3 separate regions of the Sus scrofa genome follow, and all the other regions are linked to region 2. The links are chromatin contacts, called in public Hi-C and HiChIP or PLAC-seq maps. All regions are on one chromosome and are shown on one strand. The core of a region is the stretch at or near the end of the contact, and the rest is flanking DNA. Distances in the headings are between cores, read along the strand shown. Region 1 holds the start of KPNA2 (karyopherin alpha 2 (RAG cohort 1, importin alpha 1)). Region 2 holds the start of BPTF (nucleosome-remodeling factor subunit BPTF). Region 3 holds the start of C12H17orf58 (UPF0450 protein C17orf58 homolog).

Region 1 (4,772 bases), core at 30-2,529, 170 kb after region 2:
CCTGTGATTCCCTTGGCTGCTACACAGTGCATGAAGCTGGCAAAAATGCCTGCAAGAAGAGACGAAGACCATTGTTTGAATTTATAGTAAAAAACACACAAACAACAAAACCAATACAGCTTTTCTTAAAAATACCCTTTTCAGAATACGGAAAAATTATGAAAACAAAGTGGCCTATAACACTGACATTACGAGAACCATCACTGATGCTTTTTTAAAAATTACAAGAAAATGCAAGCATTTTATTCAGAAATGTATAAATTGTAGCATAAGTCATTACTGGAACAACTGACAAAATTTGAACATGGACTATATAATAAATCACATCGAAGTTCAGATGTCTTGAATTTGATGATTGTGGAGTGGTTATATAACAGAATGTCCTTATCCTTCCAAGGTGCAACCCAAAATATTTAGGGATAAAGGGACATGATTTCTCAAACTTACCCTTCAAAAGGTTGAAAAGTATCATGTAAAAGCTATGCATATGGGCCTACTAGTACGTGTGGGTATTTACACAGAGAAAGAAATAGTAAATGTGGCAAATGTTAACACTTGGCAAATATGCATAAAGATTTATAGTTCTTTTGTATTTGAAAATAAAAAATAAGACTGGAGAAACAGATGTAGTAAACCTTTTGTTACCATTACTTGTGCCGTCTATGCAGTCTTTTATGATGCAAGTTAGAAGAAAAAAAAAACTAAACTAAAAAGTGCAGCACAAATCTGCTTTATCCATCCCCTCCTTGGTGGCCCTGCTAACCTTTGGTGGCCTTTTTCTTCTGAGTCCTATCAGAGAAAAAAATACATAGCAATGTATTTCTATATCGAAATTTTAAAAATTATTTGGGGAATCATTTGTGGTTCTCTTAAGGCAGACGCCAAGGGTAACGACCAACCACTGTACACGAGTAAACCCTCGGTAAAGGACCGAGGCTATGGCCAAGGCGGGCTGGAAACTAGCCCTTCGCGCTGCACGCCGGGACCTGAAGGCTGCCGCCTCCGAACTGCGGGGCGCTCTGGGATCGCCCGGCCGCTCCCTCATCTCGCGATGCTATCGTATCTTCTGGGCCCTCTGACCCCTCCCAACGTGTTTTTCAAATCCACCAATGGACGTCTAGCATAAGCTCGAACCAGCCAATCGGAATGCGGAGCCACCGGGAAATTTAAATCGCGCCGGCTGCACGAGCCACACTGTCCTCGCGCTGACCGTGGTGGACGTTTTGAGAGACCCTGAGCCGCAGCCTGAGCGCCCCTGACCGCCTCCTGTGGAAGCCTGAGCCGGCTGTGTAGGTACGAACCTAGGCCGCAGTCCGGCCTGAGTGGCAACGGCTGGCCTGTAGGCCGGGCTCGGCTTGTGGGTGGCGGGAGGGAAGGCCCGGGCTATACGCCTGGCCTAGCTTTGGCTTCTTTGGTTGACGAGGCCTTTGGGGTCGTTCGTTTACGAGACGGGTGTTTGGGGATGCGGGTGCTTGGGTTTTAGGGCCCGAGGCTCTGCAAACCGCCGCAATGGCATTTACTCGAGAATCAGAGTGAGGCCCGAGGGCGAAAGCCCAAGTAGGTTGCCGGGCGCCTCTGGCTCCTCCTCCGTCAGTTCCCGGCTGCTCCTTCCCCGAAATGGGGCGGGGAGGGGGGAGCAGGGGAAGGGACTGGAGATGGAGGTGGCAGTTGGAAGTGCTGTCTCTTAAAACACGTCGGCCCTGGGTTGGTTGTGTCACTATTTCGTAAAAGAACAAAATGAAATTAAAGATAGCCCCCTCCCCCCCTTAGGAGGACTTTTCCTTTTGTGATCTTTTGGGGAGTGCGCTTAAGTAGCCACGTCTGAGTGAAGCACAGCTGGGGATATCAACCTAATTTGGTGCATTCACTCGGAATTCCTCGAAAGTGTGCGAGATGCTGAAGATGAAGAACTGCGTCGCGAGTTTTCAGTGTGGACAGGACATTTTATGAAAGACTCCATAACGTAATGATGAGTCAGATTTTTAACAACTTTCAACTGTGGAGAATGTACCTGTTAGGCCATTTAAAGACAGTGGAGCCTCCAGAGGATCTGAATTTATGGCCCCTAGGACAAAGATTTTACCTATAAGCTCAGTCCCCCTACTCCGAGTTCAGTTAAGTATTTGTAGATCCTCTATAGAGTCTAGAGCCGCTCTGTGCAGTGCGGTAGTCGCCAGACGCAAGTGGCTAGTCTGAATCGAGTTGTGCTGTAAGCTTAAAGTACAGATCTTGAAGAATTGGTAGGAAAAAAGAATGTGAAATATCTCAGTAATTTTTTTGATATTTTAACGTGTGGAAATGAGAATATGTTGGATGTGTTGGGTTAAATATTAAAATTAATTTCATTTGTTTCTTGTTACTTTTTTTAAACAAAATGTGGCTACTAGGAAATTTAAATTTAGGCTGCTTGCTTTATATTTCTGATGGACAGCACTGCTCCAGGAAGTCTCAGCCCTTCGGAGGGGAGGGGCCAAATATCCTTTGGCTAAAACTACATAGTGCTGAAAAAGGAAGTTCCTCTTCCATTACAAAAGTGTGGATTCAATATGTTTTCGATAATTCCCTTGATGCTTACCGTATTGCCAATCAAAATGATAAAAGGGAATTTTTTTTCTCTCCCTCATCTTATAGATACCTCCCTCCCTTTGTCTCATAACCATGTCCACCAATGAGAATGCTAATTCACCAGCTGCCCGCCTTAACAGATTCAAGAACAAGGGGAAAGACAGTACAGTGAGTACTTTCTGTTGCTTTCCTGTGGTATTTTTTAAATGGCAATATATTTGAAGGGGTCAAAACTTTGAAGGAATTTGAAAAAAATGCCATCACTTGGCAACAAAAACTGGTGTAATAGGTGAAATGATATGTAATTTTCTCTCAAGGAAATGAGGCGGCGCCGAATAGAAGTTAATGTGGAGCTGAGGAAAGCTAAGAAGGATGACCAGATGCTGAAAAGGAGAAATGTCAGCTCTTTTCCTGATGACGCTACTTCTCCACTGCAGGAAAACCGCAATAACCAGGTAAGGATATTTCAGCTTGTGATTATGGTAAACCCAGAAAATCAATATGGGTCTTTTCTTAGAAATTTAAATAACATTCCTAGCTTTATAGTCTTAACTATCAAATGTGAAGATCTTTTATTTTTGTGCTCCCAGTCAGTAATTCTAGTGAGCTGTCTTCTTTCCTTCCCACACTTAATAATCTACTAAAGTTGATTCCAAGATTGTCTTTGGCTCTGATCTCCCTTCAAGACTACCTGCATTTCTAGCTGTCAGCTTCGGACCTTGACCTGGTCATTCAAGTGTTAAGTGAAAGTGTGTGCAGGACCAACTTATTTCTACCTTTGTCTTTCTTGATTTTTTTTTTTTTTTTTGCTTTTTAGGGCTGCACCCTTGGCATATGGAATTTCCCAGGCTAGGGGTCGAATTGGAGCTACAGCTGCCAGCCTAACCACACCCATGTGTGACCTACACCACAGCTCATGGCAATGCCAGATTCCTCGACCCACTGAAGGAGGCTAAGAAGGATGAGTCCGCATCCTCATGGGTACTAGTCAGATTTGTTTCTGCTGAGCCACAATGGGAACTCCAGTTTTGTTTTGTTTTTTTTGGCCTTGCCTGTGGCATGTGGAAGTTACTAGGCCAGGGATTGGACCTAAGCCACTGCAGTGACAATGCCAGCTTTTAACCTGCTACAGCAGAAGGCAACTCTTTCTTGAATTCTTTTTTTTGTTTGTTTGTTTTTAAAGTATTCTCTATTTTTTTGTACTTGTCAGCAGCTTTAAAAAAAAGGAAAAAGTCAGATCTTTTTCCTCCTGAAGCATTTTCAGTAGTTTGCTAATTTTTTTTTTTTTTTTTTGGCCACTTCTTAGGCCGCTCCCACGGCATATGGAGGTTCCCAGGCTAGAGGTCGAATTGGACCTGTAGCCACCGGCCTATGCCAGAGCCACAGCAACACAGGATCTGAGCCGCGTCTGCGACCTATACCACAGCTCAGGGCAATGCCAGATCCTTAACCCACTGAGCAAGGCCAGGGATCGAACCCACAACTTCATGGTTCATAGTTGGATTCGTTAACTACTGAGCCACGTCGGGCACACCAGTACTTTCCTAATTTTATCCTTCCTTTCTTTCTATGCCACATACTATTAACCTAAAAAATTTCCTGGAGTTCCCGTCATGGCTCAGCAGTAATGAACCCAGCTAGTGTCCATGAAGACGAGGGTTCAATCCCTCTCCTGACTCAGTAAGTTCAGAATTTCGTGTGGCCATGAGCTGTGGTGTAGGTTGCAGATGCACTTGGATCCCACATTGCTGTGCCCGTGGTGTAGGCTGGCAGCTGCAGCAATTCAGTATCTAGCTGGGAAACTTCCATATACTGCATGTGCAGCCCTAAAAAGCAAAAAAAAAAACCCCACAAACACCTAAAATGTTGCTTTAATCATCTTAAGAAACTTTGATAATTTTTTTTTTTTTTTTTTTGTCTTTTTGCTATTTCTTGGGCCGCTCCCACGGCATATGGAGGTTCCCAGGCTAGGGGTCGAATCAGAGCTGTAGCCACCGGCCTACGCCAGAGCCACAGCAACGAGGGATCTGAGCCGCGTCTGCGACCTACACCACAGCTCACGGCAACGCCGGACCCTTAACCCACTGAGCAAGGGCAGGGACCGAATCCGCAACCTCATGGTTCCTAGTCGGATTCGTTAACCACTGCACCACGACGGGAACTCTGAAACTTTGATAATTTTAATCTACATTCTTTCAAGGTTTTTT
Region 2 (4,591 bases), core at 1,152-3,651:
ACTCCTGCGGCATATGGAGGTTTCCAGGCTAGGGGTCTAATTGGAGCTGTAGCCGCCGGCCTACACCAGAGCCACAGCAACACGGGATCTGAGCCGCATCTGTGATCCACACCACAGCTCACGGCAATGCTGGATCCTTAACCCGCTGAGCGAGGCCAGGGATCAAACCCACAACCTCATGGTTCCTAGTTGGATTCATTAACCACTGAGCCATGACGGAAACTCCCCCAATAACCTATTTTAAAATAGGTGTCCTCCACCATTAGATTATAAACTCTGAAGGCTGTCACCATTTTTAATATCTTTGTATTTAAGTACAGAGCACTGTACTTTATATAGTGCAGGATATAGGTTCCAAATTGTAGACCCTGGGCTATATCTGAATTGCATTTATTTTGCTCAATCTGAAGTGCTTTTAAAAAACTGACAGTTGCCAACATTTAAAAACCAAGAGATTTCATGTGAAATGCACAATTTCCACCTCCTCTTGAAAAATCTGGGCATTCCCGCTGTGGCGCAGCAGGTTAAAGATCTGGTGTTGTTTCTGAGGTGGCTCCGGTTGCTGCTGAGGTGAAGGTTCCATCCGTGGCCCAGTGCACAGGATTAAGGATCCAGTCTTGACACAGCTGTGGCTCAGATTTGATCCTTGGCCTAGGAACTTCCACATGCCTTGGGTTTGGCGACAAACAAACAAAACCTGAAGATCTGGCCGTTCTAGGCCCACATTCCTAAAGCTGCCCTTTTTGAACAAAACACAGGCCGTTCCATTTGTAAAAGTTCTCACCTTGCCCACTTCATTTATTTTCATTGGTCCTGGTCCCTGAAGGCATACATCAGTTTGCTACTCTTGCTGCTCAGTGGAACTACATCTTTTGCTTTTCCTTCCCTCCTTCCTACCTTCCTTCTGGTCACAGCATGCAGTGGCTTGATCTGGGATCTCAGTTCCCAGATCAGGGATTGAACCCCGGCTGCAGCAGTGAGAGCACCAAGTCCTCACTACGAGGGACTCCCTCAATGGAACTTTACTGAATAAATGAACTTGGCAATTAATGTTTGTTTGGCCTTGCCCACTGTGTGCATAAGTTCTTCCGCCAGGGATCCAACGCTTGCCACAGCAGCGACCCAAACCCCAGCAGTGACAACCCCGGATCCTTAACCTGTTGAGCCACTAGGAACTCCAATGTTTGTATTTTCATTTCGCACAGGCATTCTATCTTTCTAACTACATTGTAATAAGCCACAGAATCCTGTTCACAATTTTTCCTTAAATCGCTTTTTGGTGGTCAGATGTTCCAATAAATATTAATGTGACTTAATTCTCCCTGCCTTGGTCTGGTGATGCCTCAAATTTCATTGTCATGATCCGTTCCCTGGGTTTAGCCGAGATATGGTTACTAATCGTCAAGTAAAGAGATTAAAATTATAACACCAGCATGCAACACTTTAAAGTAGGTTTTAGGCGGGAAGTTACCCTTTTTCTACAGCAAATAAGAAATTAAAAGTTCTTTCCGAGGGGGTCGAGTTTCTAGCTGGGACTGGGAAAGTGAAGGGGGCAGGAATGTAGCTGCATTCTCCGGAGTTCACCGGAGGCTTTTGGGAGCGTCTCAGAACGATCCTCTGTCCGGGTCTGGCAGCCTAGGGCGTGGCTTCCGGCACAGCCCCCCCGAGCAGTTGTCATTGGGATCAATTTCAGGACTTTCTAGAGCCGTCTTAGGAGTTTCATGTTTCCGGGGGTCCCTGCCCTGAGGTGGCTTCCCTCTGGTGCTGGCACTGCCCTGCCCCCGGGTCGCCTGAGTCGGCTCCCTCCGCGGTACTCTCTGGCTCTTTTCTGCGTCAGTTTCCCCAGGGAGCAGGAGGGGGATTAATTTGGGGGCCTCCGAGCCCTCGTCTCCGAGCTGGGAAGGGGAGACCCGGGAAGGAGGCTCTGTGAGTTCGGGTTCGGCAGACGGCACCCGGGGCTTTGGACCCGGGACACTTCGCGACGGAACAGCCCTCCGCTCCGAGCCTGCGGCTGCCGTCCAGCCACGCCGCGCGGAGGTGCCTCGGGCTCCCCGCCCCCGACCCAGCGCTCCCGCGCTCCCTCTAGCGGCCGCCGCGTGGCCTCGCTCCGTCCCAGGCTCGTCGGCGGCGCAGCTCACGTGACCGCGCTCCGGGCCTGCGGCCGCTGTCGGTTCCCCCAGTCACCGAGCGAGAGGGAAGAAACAAGATGGCGGCTGAAGGCGATCCGGAGCGGGGCCCCAGCAATTCGGATTGAGCCTTCTCCCTCCACCCGCTTCCGCCGGCCGGGCCCCTCCCGCCCGGCCCCGCAGGCCTCCCCGCCCGGCCCCGGCAACCCCCACCGCCGCCCCTCCGCCCGCCCCTCCCCCTCCGCTTTCCCTTCTCCCCCCGCCTCGGCTCCGACATGAGGGGCCGGCGGGGCAGGCCGCCCAAGCAGCCCGCGGCTCCCGCTGCGGAGCGCTGCGCCCCGGCCCCGGCCCCGCCGCCGCCGCCGCCCACGTCCGGACCCATCGGGGGGCTCCGCTCGCGCCACCGCGGCAGCAGCCGGGGCAGGTGGGCCGCCGCCCAGGCTGAGGTGGCGCCCAAGACGCGGCTGAGCTCGCCCAGGGGGGGCAGCAGTAGCCGGAGGAAGCCGCCGCCGCCGCCGCCGCCGCCGCCGCCGGCCCCCCCAGCACCAGCGCCCCGGGCCGGGGGGGCGAGGAGGCGGGGGCGGCAGGGCGGGGGCGGGGGCGGCGGCGGCGGCCACCTGGCCCGGACCACCACGGCCCGGAGGGCCGTCAACAAAGTGGTGTACGATGACCACGAGAGCGAAGAGGAGGAGGAGGAGGAGGAGGACATGGTCTCCGAGGAGGAGGAGGAGGACGACGGCGACGCCGAGGAGACCCAGGATTCCGAGGACGACGAGGAAGATGAGATGGAGGAGGACGACGATGACTCCGATTATCCGGAGGAGATGGAAGACGACGACGACGACGCCAGTTACTGCACGGAAAGCAGCTTCAGGAGCCATAGCACCTATAGCAGCACTCCAGGTACCCACCCAGCCCAGTTGCTGCAGACTCCTTCCCCACCTCCTCCCCCTCCCCCTCGCTCACTCCCTCTGTGGTCTCCCCCCACCCCCACCTCCCCCCCAAACAGAAGGGAAATGCGACGGCACTTCAAGTGGCAAAAAACTAGATTTACAAGAGGAAAGAGGCGCATTGTTCAAAATGGAGATTGCATTGTTGCAGTTCGCAGGCCACACACTACCCTCTCTCTCTCTCTCTCCCCCCAGCCCCCTCTTTCCTCTTAAAAATTTGTGCCAGTGCAGTGTCTCCACCGGGCAGGATTGAAACTTTGGCACACACATATCCATTGCATTCATTTTTCCCCCCTTGTTTTGGTTTGGTTTTTTGGAATGAAAGAAGCTTCTTGTTTTGCAAACCTCTTTGCATTTCTAATGTGGTTTCTTTTAGATTTTTATTCTATATCTGTTCCTTAAAAAGGAATTGCGAATTTAGACAGATTGTGGCATACAAACACACACAAGACATGCTTCTCTTCGCACCCCGAGCTGTGTGGTTTTAAAAGTGTGTTAAGGAAATGGATCAGTTGGCTTAGTAGGACCTTATCTGGTCCTGTGTGTTTGTTTTTATTCTTGAGTGCTAGTGGGCTCGTGCAACAGTTGCTGGTCAATGGCTGATTAAAAAGCAAAGCAGAAAACCAAAGCACATTTGGTATTTCATCTGATTCAAAATCGCTTTGGTAAAATGCAAAATAAGAGACCGCAGGAACATGCGTCTTAACTCATTTGATCCCTTTGCCTGAGAAATGCAGTTTCCTGTCACCTGTTGCAGAAGACGTATAGTTGATCATGCAGACGTAATTGTTGGAGATGAACTTTTGGACCAACTTCCAAGTCATACAGCCTTCCAAGTCATGTAGGGAGATTTATGGAAAAATGATTTTTTTTCTTTTCATTCTGTTTCTGGGCATAATAGTCCTTCCTAGACCTGTAATGAATTCCTCCATGGTGACTCTTCTCCTGTTTTCTCACAGCATTTCTCTAGGCTGGTGCTGAGATGCATGTTGTTTATTTAAAAAACATACAGACATGATGGCTCCTCTATGTTAAACACGTAGTTGCAGTTTATTAAATTGCGGAAAAAAACATAATTTATAGCAATAACCTACAAGATTTTCCTTTGTATTTTTGTTTATCTGGATTAACCAAATTAGAATCCAGTTTTAAGAGCATTTACAAAGTAAAGTGTGTGAGGAAATAGGATCTTAACAAAGTGATTAAAGTGTGTCATTTGTTTTTAAATGAGACTAGGATAGTAGAAGTGGTTAAATTTAAATGTCAGGGTTTTTTTGTTTTTTAAATAAATGCTTAAATACGCATTGGAAGAGTGTGAGTATTGAGCCATTTAGATTGTCCTAACAGCAAATGAAAAAGGTAATTTCTTTTGCCGGACAGTTAGAATATCTGCCTGTCTTTGGTGTGGGGGTGGGAGGGAAGCTGGCAGGAGAATGCGCAGGGAGTGAGTCAAGTGTCAAGTGTTTATGCCTTGTATGTAGAAGGGACTGCACACCGTTTTTCGTTTCTTTCCAA
Region 3 (4,670 bases), core at 1,455-3,954, 150 kb after region 2:
TGTGACGTCTCCGTCCTGTCCTGACACCCTGTGCATATATATATATATATATATATATATATATATACAGGGCTTCTGCGAGGCGATTAGAGGCTGTGCCATTACAGACTTAATGACACAGCTTGAGCTCTTCAGTGCATCTGCTTTGAGACCAAACGGGCTGTTTTTCTCTCCTCAGTGCAGTTCCTGTTTCTCTTTGTTTAGGCAGTAAAATCTTCAATTCAACCATGGATTATCAGTGTCTTTATTCACAGTTTCATATTAACTGAAGCACAGCTTGGTCTTCGGAATAAAGTAACGTCTTTGTGGACTCAGGTATAAAATCAATATTAAAGTCAGTGAGTGATTAAATCTTTTCAAGCCAAATGGGAAATGTTTGAAATTCACATGCTTGCAAGCTGTTATTAAATATCAGTTCCAGAGTTTTTGGAGTACGTTTGAGAAATGCTTTTTTTCCCTCAAACTTTTTGGGGTCCGTGAAGCTAAAAAACCAGCTGCATCCAAGATCTGATTTCAAGGCAAGATTTACTGCTTTACAAACACAAACATGATACCTGGTCTTAAGAGAAAAATGACATCAGATACACCCAGAATGTTTGGCACTGAGATAGCTGCCAGTATGGCACAAAACATGATTTTTGAAGCAGGGAGGCATGGAAATAAACTATCTTATATTTTGGTACATCAGGAACATTTGTTTGAACAAACACTTGTTTGCCTGAATTAAGCCCATCAGTCCTCTTTAGGTGTAAAGCTTTAATACTTGTCTTGGGCTGTGACTTGTGTGTTTGATCTAAACGTGATCTGACATGTCCTACGTCTGACTAGTGCACTTACTGTTATGTACAGAATTCAAAATGTGACGGTTTTAGTATAAAATTTGGTTTGATACATGATATAAACTATTCAACAATTGTATATTTAAAACCGAGGAAATGTTTTTGTGAACTATTTCTACTCAAGAATGTATTTAAATTAAAATAATTAACATAAACAACACGAAGCAGTGATCTGTTAACTGGACAGGTCAGTTATCTGGGCTGTGGGAATAACTGGCACTACAGTTGAATAACTTTACCACTGGAGCTCAGAAGCCTACCATTTAAGAAGCATTGTGTAAATAAAAAAGTGACCACTTCAAGATTGGAGTCAGCACTTCACAACTAGTTCATAAAGGAGCCGTGTGCCCTATTCTAAGGGAAAAACCCCATGACGTGATGCTAGGCCTTTCGCGTCTTGTTGCTGAAATCCAAGTCTCTTGAGGAACCAGAAGAGCCAGGCTGGAATGTTTCACATGCATTGGGTGTGAATTGCTCCTTGCACTTGCCCATCCCTTTTTCGGTTAAATCTTTTCACATAGCTGCTGCTGCTCCTGACTAGTCCATCTCCGGGTCGGAGGCGCCCCCTCAGGACCTGAAGCAGAGCTGTAGGTAGCTGCCTTCTTTTATGATAGATGTGGCCCATCACAATATACCTGCTGCCTGGGGGGGGAAAGAAAAAAAAAAAAAAAGCCAACATGTAAATTCATAGTATCTTCAAAAATGCCACGAAACAATGTGAAAATGGAATAAGGACTTTAAGAAACGCCTAAGCTTGAATCTGTTATCTTGCTGCACATGGTGCATCTCAGACATTTATTTAACCCTCAAACAACAGAGACAGCCTAGTGACCTTTATAGAATAATCAGATTACCCAGCCTGTAAACAGCCAACACTAGGAGCAAAGTTCCTAATCACAACATATCAGCAGGACTTTACCGAGCACACCTCTAGAAAGACGTGGCAGTGCGCAGCACCCGCCCCCCAAAAAAGACGCTTCTACACTCAGTTTAAATGGCCCCGTAGGCGTCCCTTCTGGCAACGGTGTTTCATCGTTCCCTTCATTTGTCCACAAACATTTATTGAGTGTCTGCTTTGTGCCAGCCCGTGCAGTTCCCATCTTTAGCCGGTGGCGCGGGAGGAAGGTGTGCGCTGATGGAATTTAAATCCCAGAATTTAAATCCCCGAAATAATACCTGTCGTCTAAATTCTAAGAATACCCCTCTCCCCGTAAAAGGTACTAGGGTGACCGACAGAGACCAGGCTCCGGCATATTCAATGGTGTCATAAATATAAAATGGTCACTTAGTTTCAATACCAGGTTTAAATTCTGGACATGGCTTATTGCAACTGGAGGTGTCCAGGGCTAATATGTGGACTCGGAAGAAAAACCCGTCCGGAGTGATGTACAGGCGGCTCATCTTGTACAGCCCGTCCCGGTCCACCAGCAGAGTCACCAGCCGGATCCCTGTGCCGAGCACGTCCACATCATGCACGATTCCGTTCACTGCTGCTTGCAAAAAACAAAGAGTTTGGAGAAATACAGAGCGCTCCCTTCCTCTTTCTCTCCCCAGAGCGTTTTTAACAAATCGCGAAATAGTCCACACGGCTCTGGGGCCTGCAGGACCGAGCGGGTGGGATTCTCTAGGGTTTGGTTTAGGATCCCGGTGTACAGCCCGACTCCCTCGGCTCGGAAAGGCTCTCCCCGCGGCCGGGGCTCGGCCGTCCGGGCCCGGGAGGAGCGGCGGGCGGGGCTCACCGAACTCGCTGGCGCAGTAGGACTCGCGCACGTCCAGGTCCGCCCCGCAGGCGCGCGCGCAGGGCTCGGCGCCTGGCTCGGCGTCCTCCGTCCGCGGCGGGCGCGGCGGCGGCGGCGCGGGCGCGGGTTCCGGGAGCGGCGCGGCGGCGCGCGGCCGGTTGAGGTAGGCGGGGTCGGCGGGGGCCTCGGCGGCGCGCGCGGGAGCTCGCGCGGCCGGGAGGCGCAGGTGCCGGGAGCGCGCGCGCCGCGGGGAGTCGTCCAGCGCGGGCACGCGGCGCGGTGACGCGCGGTTCTCGGCCTGCGCGAGGCGCGGGCTCGGCGGGTCGGCGGCCGCGCGCGCTGCCTCCCGGAAGCCGGCCCGGTTCTCGGCGGGCGTGGGGGGCTTCCGGCGCCGCAGGTCCGACCAGGCGCGGGGAGCGGCGTCGGCTGCGCGCGGCCGCCGTTGGGTTTCGGGGACCGGCTGCGCCCGGGGCCCCGGTGTCTCTTCAGCGCTCGGGCCGCCGCCGGGGTCGGGCTTCCTGTTGTGGGGCGACGAGGCTGTAGGGAGAGAGGAGCAGAGGCCCGGGAGGGCGTCAGGGGAGGGGAGGAGAGGCCGGGCGGGCAGAGGGGACGGAGGAGGGGACGGGGAGAGGAGGGGGCCGGCGTGGGGGTGGGGGGAGCGTCGAGGGGAAGGGGAGAGGCCGAGACGAGAAGGGAGAGAGGAGGGGAGGAGAGGTGAGGCCGGGGAGGCTGAGAGATGAGGCTGCCGAGGGGGAGAGAAGCCAGTGGGGGGGAGAAGAAAGGGCTCCGGGAGGGGAGGAGATGGGGGACAATGCAAACGTAGCAGACACCTGCGAGAGGCGAGGTGGGGCGGCCAGGAGACTTGCAAGTAAAGGAAAAAGAATGGGAGGGGGAAGAGGAAGGCCCCCCAGCTTCTGAGGAGCACAGGTTTCCTAGGCCCCACAGGAGGACGGAGATGAGGGTCTTGCCCTCTAAGAATGAGGCCAACTAGGAAGAATTTTCTCACCGCATGGGAACATTTCATTTTGTTAAGGAACCTTCGCAAAGCAACGGCTTTTAAAATTACAACCACCTATTTGTTCCAGGACTAAACATAACTGACAACTTTGGTTAAATAACAAACTCTTTTTGCCCTTTCTTTAATGTATATATAAACATCCGCCTTTTTGCTCTGTACAGTTTGTTGAGAAAGTACCAAGAGCAAACCCCAGGGGGAAAGGGCTCATATTACAGGTTCTCCTAATTGTTTAAGCGCCCCTGACAACAGAACTATTTGGTTTTCCCATCCGTGTTTACACTGTCATCTTGGTCTCTGCAGAACCCAGCATTTGTGAGTGGATTTTTATCTGGCTTCTTGGACACCACTTATTAGTAAAACACAGCTTAGAAAGATTTTTAAAGTGTGGCCGGGAGGCAGAGGCCCTTGGTGAAGTATAAAAGCACACACATCACTTACATTGCCCTCCCACCCCCGCCCCCTTGCATGGTGGAGGAAAAGCTCCTAAATGGCATATGGCATGAAAACACATTTTTGAAATTATTAGTGATTTTCCCCAGCTCTGCAGGCAGGTTGGTGAGCAAACTTCAGCCAGCTTAGAAGCTGGGCAGCTTTCCATGCCCAGTTACACAATATCACCTCCCCGTTTGCCTGGGTCCCAGTGCCCTCCAGACGGGCACAAGAGTCCAGCTTTATTTTTCTATTGTTTTAACGGCTGGTTTTTAGCATTTCTCTCCTCTGGCATCGAAGAGCTTGGTCTGTCCATGTGCAGCTCTTGCAACACTTCGTTTAAAGTGATTTATCTTGCCAAATGGACAATCTCCCTTAAAATCAGCTTTCACCCAGCAATAATAGCTGGTTATAGTTCATGTTTTTGCAAAGAGGTTGATTCTGACTCATTATGTTCAACGTTGCCCATACACAGCTGAATAAAGTTCTGGTGGATATCCAATTCCTGACTGTCAACTGTTGACCTCACAACTGCTTCCCCATTGATATCACCATCTGTTGTCATGGGAAAGATTGTCTGATATTTGGGTTAAATGCCACTGAAGTCATTCAATTTCCATGTGGAAAAATAACCCAAAGTAAATT

What was found. A called contact is a pair of places that touch in the nucleus more often than the background predicts. HiChIP or PLAC-seq counts read pairs in DNA pulled down with a chosen protein or histone mark.
Region 1: an H3K27ac HiChIP or PLAC-seq map of alveolar macrophages shows a contact between it and region 2. The contact joins the promoter of KPNA2 here to the promoter of BPTF in region 2. A contact is called at or near these places in 2 of 5 promoter capture datasets (fetal liver and liver), 8 of 47 Hi-C or Micro-C datasets (embryonic fibroblasts, fetal liver, heart right ventricle and 4 more) and 1 of 2 datasets of contacts at active chromatin or transcription factors (alveolar macrophages).
Region 3: a Hi-C map of mesenteric adipose tissue shows a contact between it and region 2, with 1.7 times the contacts expected there. The contact joins the promoter of C12H17orf58 here to the promoter of BPTF in region 2. A contact is called at or near these places in 2 of 5 promoter capture datasets (fetal liver and liver), 8 of 47 Hi-C or Micro-C datasets (alveolar macrophages, fetal liver, liver and 4 more) and 2 of 2 datasets of contacts at active chromatin or transcription factors (alveolar macrophages and skeletal muscle).

The regions. Positions count from the first base shown.
Region 1 is chr12:14,284,033-14,288,804 of Sscrofa11.1, forward strand. It overlaps KPNA2 (karyopherin alpha 2 (RAG cohort 1, importin alpha 1)), which reads left to right and starts at 1,280. Exons shown (of 11, transcript NM_001163404.1): 1 at 1,280-1,293; 2 at 2,632-2,733; 3 at 2,883-3,020. The coding sequence starts at 2,659.
Region 2 is chr12:14,110,542-14,115,132 of Sscrofa11.1, forward strand. BPTF (nucleosome-remodeling factor subunit BPTF) reads left to right here and starts at 2,402. Exons shown (of 31, transcript XM_021068118.1): 1 at 2,402-3,029. The coding sequence starts at 2,402.
Region 3 is chr12:14,258,975-14,263,644 of Sscrofa11.1, forward strand. C12H17orf58 (UPF0450 protein C17orf58 homolog) reads right to left here and starts at 2,705. Exons shown (of 3, transcript XM_021068119.1): 1 at 2,579-2,705; 2 at 2,138-2,329; 3 at 229-1,481. The coding sequence starts at 2,240. The coding sequence ends at 1,291. LOC110256159 reads right to left here. Exons shown (of 4, transcript XM_021068075.1): 3 at 2,493-3,115; 4 at 2,324-2,332. The coding sequence ends at 2,324.